Regions from separate parts of the Mus musculus genome. Here region 1 is linked to region 2. The links are chromatin contacts, called in public Hi-C maps. All regions are on one chromosome and are shown on one strand. Each heading gives the region's core, a stretch centred on a gene start, on an enhancer-like site or on the middle of the called end of the contact. The rest is flanking DNA. Distances are from core to core; before and after follow the strand shown. Region 1 overlaps Prkch (protein kinase C, eta). Region 2 has its middle 4.6 kb from the start of Gm40441.

Evidence for each region. A called contact is a pair of places that touch in the nucleus more often than the background predicts.
Region 1: a Hi-C map of CD8 T cells shows a contact between it and region 2, with 4 times the contacts expected there. The contact joins two enhancer-like sites. A contact is called at or near these places in 2 of 484 Hi-C or Micro-C datasets (CD4 T cells and CD8 T cells) and 2 of 115 datasets of contacts at active chromatin or transcription factors (memory CD8 T cells and thymic regulatory T cells).

The regions. Positions count from the first base shown.
Region 1 is chr12:73,712,253-73,718,228 of GRCm38.p6, reverse strand. The region is part of intron 9 of Prkch (protein kinase C, eta); the gene reads right to left. Among named protein-coding and RNA genes, the nearest start is that of Gm34189, 67 kb to the left of the region's middle. Within about 2 kb of position 2,183, at least 86 of the 459 cell types and tissues checked have an H3K27ac peak or open chromatin away from gene starts, as enhancers often do. A contact at or near this core is called in CD8 T cells, where this site is marked.
Region 2 is chr12:72,845,866-72,852,171 of GRCm38.p6, reverse strand. No RefSeq gene overlaps it. Among named protein-coding and RNA genes, the nearest start is that of Gm40441, 4.6 kb to the right of the region's middle. Within about 2 kb of position 4,336, at least 8 of the 459 cell types and tissues checked have an H3K27ac peak or open chromatin away from gene starts, as enhancers often do. A contact at or near this core is called in CD8 T cells, where this site is marked.

The DNA of each region.
Region 1 (5,976 bases), core at 934-3,433, 870 kb before region 2:
CGCTCCTGGGAGTTGAAACTGACACCCAACTAGATGAGGCAAGGCCTGGCTATGTAGCAGAGCTCCACTAAGATGGGACAAGTGACAAAATGATTCTATGACTGCAGGAAGACCACCTTCGGAGGTATCTGTTCAGGGCCACGCAGACAACTGTTGTGTCTCCAGCACACGACTGATTGGAACAAGGCTACGCTTCCTGAGTCTCTTTCCCAGAACATTCAAACTGAGATAAAGAATTTTAATCCAGTCTGAGCTGTGAGTTAGAACATGACTCCGAGAGCTGAAGCTGTCTCTGGCAGGAATACATGAAATTCTTTAGTGTAACAGAATGGTGCATGGATGGATGGATGGATGGATAGATGGACAGACAGATAGGTAAATGCAAGGTTAAGAATGAAGCAGGAAATATAGAGTGGAGCAGAAATAAGACCAGGGAGTGGGATTAGAAGACCTCACCAGGGTACCTTGTGTCAATTCCTAGCTTCGGGTACCACCATGCCTCTCATATTTGTGAATCTTTATCATTAGGTCCTTTCTTGTATAGCCTCAGGTAAGTTTTCTGTTACTTCCAGGAAAATTTTAAGTAAAATACATACAATTTTTTAAGGAGGGAGGAGCTTCCTGATTTAAAATCTAGGGCAAAATGCCTACAGCAACAGTGATTGTGGGATCATAGACAGAAGCAAGGGGCCGCAGAGTGCCAGGCCCTTTCAACAGAATCCTAACAAACAGAACTTATTAGGAGACGATAAAGAAGACATTGTGCCCAGTACCAAGTCCTTGGTATCTCTGTGATAATGCCTGAGCTGTGGACCCAAAATTCTCAATAGGTACAGGCAGCTTCTGCTGAACTTTATTCAAATTTTCTCTCTCTTCCTTTCTCTTTTTCCCTCCATCTCTTCCCTTCCCTTCTTTCAACTCACCTTGCAAAATGGAGGTGTCAAAATGACTAAATTCGAGTACTAACTCTGTTAAGCCAAGAGCTTTGACCAGTATTTGGCCTACAGAAAGTGCTCAAAACGTGATACCAACTATCACTATTATCACCCCTTTTGCATAATTCTCCACTACAGCTTCAGCCAACATGGCCCCAGGACTAGAACTGCAGCCCATCCAACAGTAACCCATTATATACAACACACAAGGGCCGGCAGACACACACACACACACACACACACACACACACACACACACACACAGGACACGGGGAGGAGGACAAGGAGAGAGACACACACACACACTGACACACACATATACACATGCATACATAGGGAGAGACAGACAGACGTAGACAGATAGACACACATATATGTACAGACACACAGACAGACAGCCCTGATACATAGCCAGTTTAAAGGCAACCCAAAGTCTAGCAGGTCCAAGGAAATGAGAGTCCCCCTAGCTCCACACCCAGCTGTTGAGCAGAAGCATTTCCTAATGCCACATGGCAATGACCTTGACCAGGTAAGGACTTTTCATTCTAGGAAGTATTTTTTAAGAGTCACAAAATTGTGTTGATAACCAAAATTATACCAAGCCAGCCCTCAGTTCCAGTCAGCTTCCCAGTTCTCTAGCACTGAATAAAGAGTCTGATTCTCAGCCTTCTGGATTTTTAAACATTATTCTCGCAAAACAAACGGGCTGCCTGGCAGACTGCAACACGCCAGCGTGGTAGTCCCTTTCCCTCTGTAGCACTTACTCACCCTTACAGCCACACTAAGAAGGAGTCTTCTTTGTTTAAAACTAGACTACATCATCATTTTGATTTACAAATAATGTTTCATTGGCAGACATGTTGTTTTGGGAATGAAACGTTTTGAATAAGAAACAGTCACGGCACATTGGCCACAGCGAAGATGGAGAAAAACAAAATCAAAGAACAGCAATTACATTTACGGTTATGAATAATTTAGATAGTGACTCGAGGCGCTGTTGAACTGGAAGGCCTATCTACGCTCATCAGACTCCAAGAGCTGCAGGGAAGTGTTTCTGTGTGAATAACGAGCCCCATATTGAAAGCTGCAGAGTGCTATTAAGAGCCTCTGGAAACAGACAGCACAGCGCTGAACGGTCTCCTAGGCCTCGCTGTTTCGTTACTTTTCGCTGACCACGTTGTCAGCTGGGTTAACAGACAGAGAGTTCGCATCAACAGGAAGCAGTTACTGACGTCAAAGAGGTCATGGTGGAAAGCACCCTTGTGAGGAAATTTGATTGCACCATGCCTGAACTGGAAACCACTTGAATTTAACCACATTAAGAACGATTGCAAAGGCTTCACAGCAGAAACAGTGAAATGGAGTCTAATGGTTTTGTTTTTCATCATTCTGCACACCACATAAGATGTTCATTCAAACACCTAGCAACCCTTGGGTCAAGCCTGGGGTCAAGGCATACCTTGTGTGGACAGACTCATCGTGGGTAAGGTTCTTAGGTCTCCAACGTTGCAAGCAAAGGTTTGGGAACTTGGACTCTGAACCTGGAGGAATTCACAACCCCCAAGGCAAGTGTGTCCTGGCGGCCAGAACTTGTAACAGCCTTGTCTTACAATGAACCCTGACCAGCCTATGTACCAGACAAGGGAAACAACTTGACAGGATCTAAGATCACCTAGATGACAAATTTGTGAGCAAATTTCTAGAATAAGTTAATTGGCATGGAAAGACCCTACAACATGGGTGCTGCCATCCTGTGGGCTGGGGTTCCCCAGCTGTATAAAAAGGGAGGGAGCAAGCTGAGTCCTAGTGTTCAACTCTGTCTCCTGATTATGGTTGTGACCTAACCAGCTGCTTCTAGTTCCAAAACAAACCCTTCCGTAAGTCACCTTCATCAGGTTGTTCATCACAGCAAGTGAGGGAGACAATAATGTCCCTCAGGTGAGGAAGGAAAGTTGGTAGAAATATACTAGAAAAGCTGTTCTGGGAGAGGACACTGTTAATTCTGTAGTAAAACTCCAGAGGGTGGTTGGAACAGAGAGATTGGCTCTGTAGTCGCTGCCAAAAACCCCCACCACTTTCTGCCCAATCCAAGACATACCTCCAAGTTCTTTGGTGACCCGACTCCCTACTAGTTGAGTCTCCTCTTGTGAATGCGCTTCTATGTCTCTTGTCTACCTGCTCGCCACCCATCTCTGCCCTCCTGCGGACCTCCCTTTGTAGCCCTCCTCTTCTCTGTCTCCACAGACAGGCAGCGAAGGATTTTGTATTCCAGCTTCTACCAGATCAAAAGGCCATGGAGCCCCACTCTCCTACCTGACCTGCTTTCTGGATTGCCCCCAGTGAAGGCCTTTACAGTCCATGCCAATCCACTCCTGGGATCACAGCCCTGGGCCAGGAGGTCAAAAGTCACTGGCTCAGCCTTCTCACCTACTCATCTGCCTCCTTCCTCTCCAGACAGCAACCTGAACCTGAGTGAATGTCTTAGGCTGTTCTCCAGTTGGAGGGCTTTTACTGACACCTTGGACGTCCACGGTTATGGCTAAACTCCTTAGCAAAGGTGTGAGACTGCTTCTTCAGCCTCTGCGTTTCCTCTCCTATCTCCTGCTGCATCTGGCCGTCTAGGTTTTCAGTGTCCCAGTGATTTGTTCTGTGCTCTGGCACTGCCGTCTTGTGTCTTAGACCATGGCCTCTCTCATAACCAAAGGCCTCCTTTTAGCCCCGCAGGTCAGGGTGGAGACAGCCCCTTCCTCTGCGAAGACTGTTCAAGCCCCTTCAAGATCATCTCCTGCCTTTTCCTACCACACTGCGATACCTTTAACTTCAGGTAGTTAAGATGTGGGCCCGCTATTTTCTTTTTGTATAGATTTTTAGTTCCTAGTCGTTAATTAGCCCCCATACACTAAACTGAAAACACAGAGCGAGCTCAAAAATATCATTCTGTCTTGAAGCAACATGTCTGTCCGGGCTGATGAGATCTGCTCTCACAGTCAGAGACCACTTGGTCTTGAAGATATGGTTTAACAATACCATGATTTGTTAAAAGGCAGGGTCTTATTGTGTAGACCTAGCTGGCTTTGAACGGACAGCACAAAGATCCACCTGCCTTTGCCTAAAGCCTGTATGCTCAGCCTCCATGTATGGCTGTTTTCAAGTGAGATGATGTTCCCATATATGGAAAACAAAAAGAAAAACTACAAGTTTTCTCAAAGCACACTCATGTTATCACTCGCAGATATTTCCATACCAGTTGGGAAATGCTTCCAAAGGTTTGATCATCCATTTCTGAAATCTAACCTTGTATACCCTGGACAAGAAAGTTGGGGTTCCGACTCACAGCGGGCCTCCCTGAGGCTTTCCAACAGTGGAGGCAGTGGCTTTCATAAAAAAAAAAAAAAAAAAAAAAAAAAAAAAAAAAAGCACCAGTTCGATGTTTTGTTGATAAAGTGAAAAGATGATCATTAAATATCAAAACAAGAGAAGCTATACACGCCTCCCACTCTGTGTTTGACACAATCCACTTAAAATACATTTAGTGAACTCATACTTGGCTCCTTGGAGACCTCTGCCTTGTTGTGCAGCAGAACTCTAGGCTAAAGAGAGCCAGCGGGGTATGAGCCAGGTCCTCACCCACACTGAACAAACCCTTGCTGTCACCCAGTTCAGGAGCCATGTAAGTCCCAGGAAGTGCCACAGAGCAGACACTGACAGTAATGACGGCCTTTCCAATCATACACATGCTTTTTATATTTTATAAAACATTTTATATATTTTTGCATGTGTTCACATGTGTGTGGGCAGGCTCATGCCGCGGAGCACATGTGGAGGTCAAAGGGCAACTTTGGAATCAGCTCTCCCCTTCTACCATGTGGGTTCCAGGACTCAGGTAGCTGGGCTTAGTGGTCAGTACCTTTACCCACTGAGCCATCTTGCTGGTTCATATACACTCTTACAAGGGCCCACTTCACTTTCCCTGTGAGAAACAGTCCTCTAGGCTGTGAGGCCAGACACTGAGGACATCACTGGACAGTCACGCAGGGCCACAGCGTCCAGCCAAGGCAGATTCCTCAGGGAATACATGGTACTAACTCAAGGGCACAACTGATACTGAATGAGTCTATACCTAGGATGCTGCTACAATGCACAGGGCAGCCCTCCAAGAGAGGCGTATCCCACCGTGTGTTAAAAGAGGGCCCATGACATGGCGCTGTGCGAGCATTTTATTTATGGTTCACTACAACCATAATAGCTCACCGGCCCTGAGATGGGTCATGCATTAGGGGTGATGTTCTGAGCCGTGTGGAAAGGAACTTTCTCTGCAGATCTGTCCTAAAGCCCTAATAAAGAGGAGTTAGTCGGGTGAATGGCAGGCCCACATTTTATAGGCTTCCAGAAGAGAAATGTAGACCAACTCTGCCTTATGCGCTGCCTGCATTTCCTGACCTAACCCTAAGCAGCTTTCACCAGCAGTAGATGGATGTTGGCTTAGACGGTGTGGACAGTGGCTCATCCCTACCCCGTGTCTCCTCAGAGAAAACCAAAGAGAGCATGGTTCTGTGTTCCCCAGGGAGGGAGAGAGTTGACAGAGCAGCAAAATGCCACAGTAGCTTTCCAAGGAGCGCTGCAAAGAAAGGGAAGGGAGGGCGGCTGATTGGCACTCCTGTTTTGACGGGGAATTATATTCTACATCATTTTAACATTTAAGATGTCATAAACCTTGAGGATGAAATGAAGAGACGCTGGGAAGAGTTCCAACACCCCCTTCCCAGGTCCTGAGAGATCCACGACAGGGCAGAGCTGGGGAGGGGTGAGCTCACAATATAGCGGGCTCTTCTGCTGAAGAGCAGGAAGAGTCCTGCAAGCAGGAAGCCTCCCACAGATCAGAGGCAGAAACACCCTGGGTGGCCCTCCAGGGACCAGGGCGGTACTGACTGACAGCAGAAAGCAGGAAAAGGAGTCTTACAAAAGAGCAGTACAACGGGGTCTTGGTGGCTCAGGAGGTTACTTGGGAGTGGGCAGGGAGGTAGACAAATGTCCCTCCCTG
Region 2 (6,306 bases), core at 3,087-5,586:
AAAGAAAGCGGAAAAAAAAGAAAGAAGAGAAAAACCCTTCCCCTTAATGATGTGTCTTTGGGATGATTTCTCTTTCCAAACATAGTCTCCCTCCTGTGTTTACAAAACTCAAAGTAAACTTAACCCTACATAAGTTTTAAACTAAGTTTATGCTAATACCTAAAAATGCCAATGAAGTTGGTAGTCACAGCATTTGAGAGCACCCTGAAGTTCCAGGCTAGCCTGCGCTACAGAACAAGATCTTATCTCAAAAAAGAGAGAAGAAGGAGGAGGAGGAGGAGGAGGAGGAGGAGGAGGAGGAGGAGGAGGAGGAGGAGGAGGAGGAGGAGGAGGAGGAGACAGAAAGAGGCCAGGTGGTGGTGGCTCACACCTTTAATCCCAGCACTTGGGAGGCAGAGGCAGGTGGATTTCTGAGTTCGAGGCCAGCCTGGTCTACAAAATAAGTTCCAGGACAGCCAGAGCTATATAGAGAAACCCTGTCTCGAAAAAACCCCCCCCCAAAAAAAAAAAAAAAAGAAAGAAAGAAAAAGAAATGGAAAGGGAAAGAAGGAAAAAAGGAAAGAAAGAAAAAAAGAAAGAGAAAGAGAGAGGGGGGGAGGAGGGAGGGAGGAAGAAAGAAAGAAAGAAGAAAAATGAAAAGAAAGAGATGTCACAGTGGAAACTTTGTTCCTCAGTTTCCTAGTGGGAGGTTGTATGTCTCTCTCTCACAGATACCAAAAACCTTGGATACTCAAGTACCTCATAAATGGCATAGGAGTTTCATATTACTCATACATCCTAATGTATGCTTTGGAATCCCCTAGCTTCCTTATAATAACTAATACAATGTCTAAGTAGTTGTTATACTGTATAGAAAATAATGGCAAGAGGGCCGAGCGTGATAGCACCTGTCTTTAATGCTAAGATGCAGAAGGCTGAGGCCGGAGGATCTCTGCGAGCATGAGGCTAGGACTGACCGATCCACTTAGTGAGTTCCAGGACAGTCGAGAAGAGATTATGCCCCCCCCCCCAAAAAATACATAAATAAGTAATAAAAAGAGAGAAAGAATAATGACAAGAAGAAAATGTTGTAACTCCATGCTTGGTTAGCAGCCAAAGAAGAACCCTCGGCCATGGGGGGGCTGACTGTGTCACACTCTGCTGCCACACCCTAACAGCATGGCACCACATGGCACCACTGAACCTATGGACTTCGATGTAAATATGTGCAAATCTTTAAAGATTATGTTGGAATTCATTTTTTTCATAGCTTAGAATTAATATTCTCTGTCATTCATAAAACCTCCCTCCGCTGTGCGATGTATTATTTTTTTTCCAGAAATTGCTCTCTGGTGAGAGTGCACCAATTATCTTAGCTTTATTTAGTTGGGCCCGATGTTAAATAGCTGGCAGACTTCACCCTTGTCCCTCTCTCTGGCCTCCGACTGAACAAAAGAGCAGGTTACAGTCAAGGTTGTGCTAAAGGATGGGCCGGTGAGGCAGGCAAGTCCTCTGAGTAACTGATTTTCATCCCAGCAATCACTGTATTTTTGACCCCCATATTAAAGTGGCATTCATCACATTTAAAATCAGAATTAGTATTGCACATCATCAATGCAGAAAATACTTTAGATGTGACCAGAATGTACATCTTGTTAGCTCCCTCTCTCCTTGACTGCTTCGAGCCTAGGCTGTGAATAGCACAAGCCAATTTGACAATTATTCAGAAACTAGCCTAGCTAACATCTCTATTTTGCTATTTTAATTTTCTCCAGTTCTATAAACAGCACCTTTAAATTCTGCCGGTGCTAGATGGTGAAACAAAATCCTGTAATCATTAACGGAGATGATTCTTAACGATTGCCCTTCTGGTTATCACTGTGATATTCAGGACAGAGGTGACACTTCAGTGGAAAAAGAGCAACAGGCTTTTTAAAGAGCCCCACGGGAGGCCCTGAAATGCACCACAAATAGAAACCCGTTTCCCCACGAATAACATCCAGACACATCTCTGCTGTTTTGTTGCGGCCATGTTTCTCTAAACGAACCCATACATGCCAGGGTTAAAAAGAAGCGCCAGGGCTGGCACTGAGACCCAATGAATGTACTGCATAGGTTTCACACAAAACAGAAAGTGACACCAAGTTCATGACAGACAGCACAACACAAAACAGTGAGAACAGGTTGGAAACATGCTGGGGATCTGTTAGTGTGCACCCTGCACCCGGCACCCCGCACCCCACACCCGGCGCTGGCCTCTGGGCTTTACAAATGAAACAAGAAAAACTTTCAATCCTCATTTCAAAAAATGAAGAATCGCATCATGTTGGAAAAGGAAAACAGCAAGTGCACATTTACAATGCAAGTTTTACTTAAGTCTATTGGTTATCTATACCCAATCACACACATACACCCTTGGCCACACCAATGACATTGGAAAAGATTGTGTAAGGTGTGTGTGTGTGTCCTTGTCCATAGAGAAAATGAGCACACACACACACACACATTTGCATGGTTATGAGATGGAACCGACAAAGTCAAGGAAAGGTAAATAACTTCTTTTTAAAAGATTTGTTTATTTCTATTGTATAAGTGTTTTGCCTGAATGTATGTAGTAACATGGGTGCCTGGTGCTCACAGAGGCCAGAAGAAAGCATGGGACCCCAGTTATAGCTGATTATGAACCACTGTTTGGGTGCTGGGAGCTGAACCTGGGTCCTCTGCAAGAGCAATAAAGGCTCTTAACTCCTGCCTGATAAATGACGTCTAAAACTACCATCAGCATGCTTGTTGTGTTCCTGGAAGATGTGCATGCACTGTTTGGCTCCCTTGAGTCCACTTAAGAGGGAACTTTGTTGTAGCAGGATTTGAGATGCTAAATAAACCCAGTTCTTGAACTGAAAAAGGCACAGGCAAACAGCTAACCTTACCTTTACCAGATTTAGTTGGTCAGTTTGCCAAAGATATTATGTAATTCTAGGACTATTAACTATTGATACATTGTTTAACTAAGCTTTGGGAGATAAGCTGTTGAAAATACTTGTAACTCTGTGAAGGATGTATAGCTTATAGCCTGCAGGTCTTTTTGAAGTCTCTTTCTGAAAAGAGATAAGTCATCTCTAAATACGTAGTAACACAAGCTTTCAGTGTGCCTTTACCTTAATGAATGTATGAATACCCAAAACATGTGGTAAGTATCAGATCTTGGATTGTAGGGTATAATTTCAAGTTAAAAAAAAATCCTTAGTTCCTAAGATCTAAGTGATAGGAAATAGATGGCACATTTAGGTCTTTCTTCTTATAAGCCAGCTCCTTTTGTTTAGTTACAATATATTTGAAGCAGCAGAATTCTAAAATAACAGAGTTGAGTACTGCAAGCAATGAAATTCACTGTGACAAGGTTTGACCCTCCTACAGATGTGTATGCAGAGACTATGCGTGCATATATGGAAATGAGAATATATGTATGGGTATAGCGTTCATATGTAAAATTAAACAGTTCTGCAAATGCTTGGCTAGGAAACCCTTTTAATAATCTGTGGTGTCTGCCACGATACAGGAAAGTATGAAGGCAGATGAAGAAAACACCAGACTAAAGAACTTGAGAACACCAAGGTTTAAGAGCCATCACACCAGGGCACTATAATGAAAGCCGCAGAGGGGAGGGCTCTGATGAAGACGCCTTCTCTGTTGGCCTTCCCCCCACCCCCACCCCCTTGCTGGATAGACCCTGGGGAAGCAGGTCTTAGCTCCCCAGGGCACCGGGTTAGGAGGATCCAGGAAAGCCCCATTTCCCAATCAGCATCATTCTTATAAATTCCCCTGAACCTCCTCGGCCACATCCAGCTCTCAGAAACAGACCTGCTTAATGCGAAATGAATCCCAGTAGAGAAAGGGCCAGCATTTCTTTCCAACCGACTAGCACAATGAGAAGAAAATGGAAGTTGAAAACAAAAAGAAAACCCCAAATCTTTGCAGCTGTATTAGATTCCTAAGGGATAGAAAATGCCAGTTATGCTATAGACAGAATTGAGTTAGTTGTCTTCATATTAACTATTATTATTGCAGATATTTTAATGAAACATTGACTACTAAATTTATCTGACCTGACTGAAATTTTCAACAGTTACTTTTGAAGTAACTTGAAAAACCTGCGAGTGGATTTGGGAACAAGGTTTGCTCTGCCACCTGCTGGCTATTGAAAATAATGCAGCTCTTAGAAGTTCTCCCCATTTTCAAAGATATCAGACCTCAACCCGGGTTTGTGGTAAGGCGATGGTGGCAGCAACCCATGTGGTTCAGGGTCATGGAAATAGAGATAGACCTGGCATCATCGAGCCTGAAGAGGAAGTGGGGGTTGGGAGTGTGTGTGTGCGTGCATGTGTGCACACGCATGAGTGTGTGTGCTCTTGCTCATGCACGCACATATGAAGAGACCCAATGTAACCCTTTTTCCTCTGCTGGTCTGAGAGGCTTCCCCCATCCTCACTTCGGAACTACTCACTGCAGCTACCTCTGTGCATACTTTAGTGGCCTTATCTCTAGGACAGTTGTTAAGAAATCTGTCTTACCTCCAAGGGAAAGACGCCTTTTACACCATCTAGTACTACGAGGAACTCTTTGGTCAGAATTACAGGTAGAACTGACAGGGTGCCATAGTCAGTTTGTTGGCCTCCTCAATCTGTATTTCAGAGGTCATTGTCACAGAGCTTTTATGCAAGTTCAGAGTCTAACTGGACCAATGACTTTAGATTATCTTTATAAAAGAAAATAGAGGGCTGGAGAGATGGCTCAGTGGTTAAGAGCACCGACTGCTCTGCCAGAGGTCCTGAGTTCAATTCTCAGCAACTACATAGGGTCCGGTGCACTATTCTAGTGTGTGTCTGAAGACAGCTGCAGTGTAGTCATATAAATAAAAAATAAATAAATCTTTGTTTAAAAAATGAAAGAAAGAAGGAAGGAAAGGAAGAAAGAAAAGAGTTCAGTGGGTAAAGCTGCCCAAGGCTTCAGGTTTGAGTTCTGATCCCCAGGACCCATGAAAAAGCTGGGGCAGATGATATGTACATTGCTGGTGGTTTTGGGGGAGGAGGTGGCAAGCAAGTGCCAGGGGCTTCCTGGGCAGCCAGTGTAGTCTAAATGGTGAGCTCTGGCCTCAGGGAGATTCTGCATCAAAAGATGAGGTAGAGACCAATAGAGGAAGATTTTTTTCTTATGTGGGTACCACACTCACACACATGTGCTGGCACACACGTGCTCGAGAGCGCAGACACACATACACAGAGAAAGAGAGAGACAGAAAGACAGAGAGAGAGAGACAGAGAGAGAGACAGAGAGAGGTGTTTGATGCTTGTTTATTTACTTAAATAGGAACCAGTTTCCTACCTTCAGCAGTCTCCGAGCCTGTGCCAACCTTACATCTTTCGAAACACATGTTCCAACTAAGCATCGTGAAGATTTCTACCTTTGTGCTTTGGGTGGAGAGGGCCGGCGCCAGTAATGACAAAGACTAAGTCTCCTCCCTACCCTTCTGCTGGGGAGTGCCAGCAGTGGCTTCAGTGGCACCTAGAGAAACAAGCATGCTACAGAAAGGTGGAAGGTCATCAGACTGACACCTGACATTTTTTTAAAACAATTTCTCAATTTCCATCTATAGTCTAGCCCATTTTCTTTTTCAAATTTCTCCCACAATAACCGTATGAGGGATCTTGCTATTGGGATTAAGGGAAAATTTCAAGCATTCACAAAAGGCAGGTCTAACGAAATTACATCCTTCTCAAATGCTTTGTTTATTAACAGAAATATCCTTAAAATGTGGGTTTTCACACCCCTGAGCAATCGCTGTCACAAAGGGAACAATTCTGACCTTAAGCTGGCTGTGCATTCCCTAGTCGGGGACAATGCCTCCCCGCCTTTTCTTAAAGAAAACTTTTCCTCCCTGACCTGTCTGTAGACCACCCAGGAAGCAGGTTCTCCCACTTCATCTGAGGAAGGGACAAGGGGACTTGCTGCCTTTAGCAGTCCTGGGCTTTTCTTCTAATAGGGTAAGTTAATTATTTTCATCAACAGATGAGGGGTGGCCGGGGCCGGCCGGCAGGGGCCGGAGGGAAGCAGGTGTTTCACACACCTGCACTGCCCGGCTTAATTGCTCTGAAATCTGGAGGCTTCGGTGGCATTTGCTTGTCTTTGCTGAATCTCCGGAGGGGGGCCCCATTGGTAGGGTTTGTAACGTAATTGCAGTATAAATATGCAACCACTTTTGAGTGAACAAATTATTTTCTTTAAAATGAACTCCAGGTAAATTTAATTAGGAAGAAAATGTGATTGACA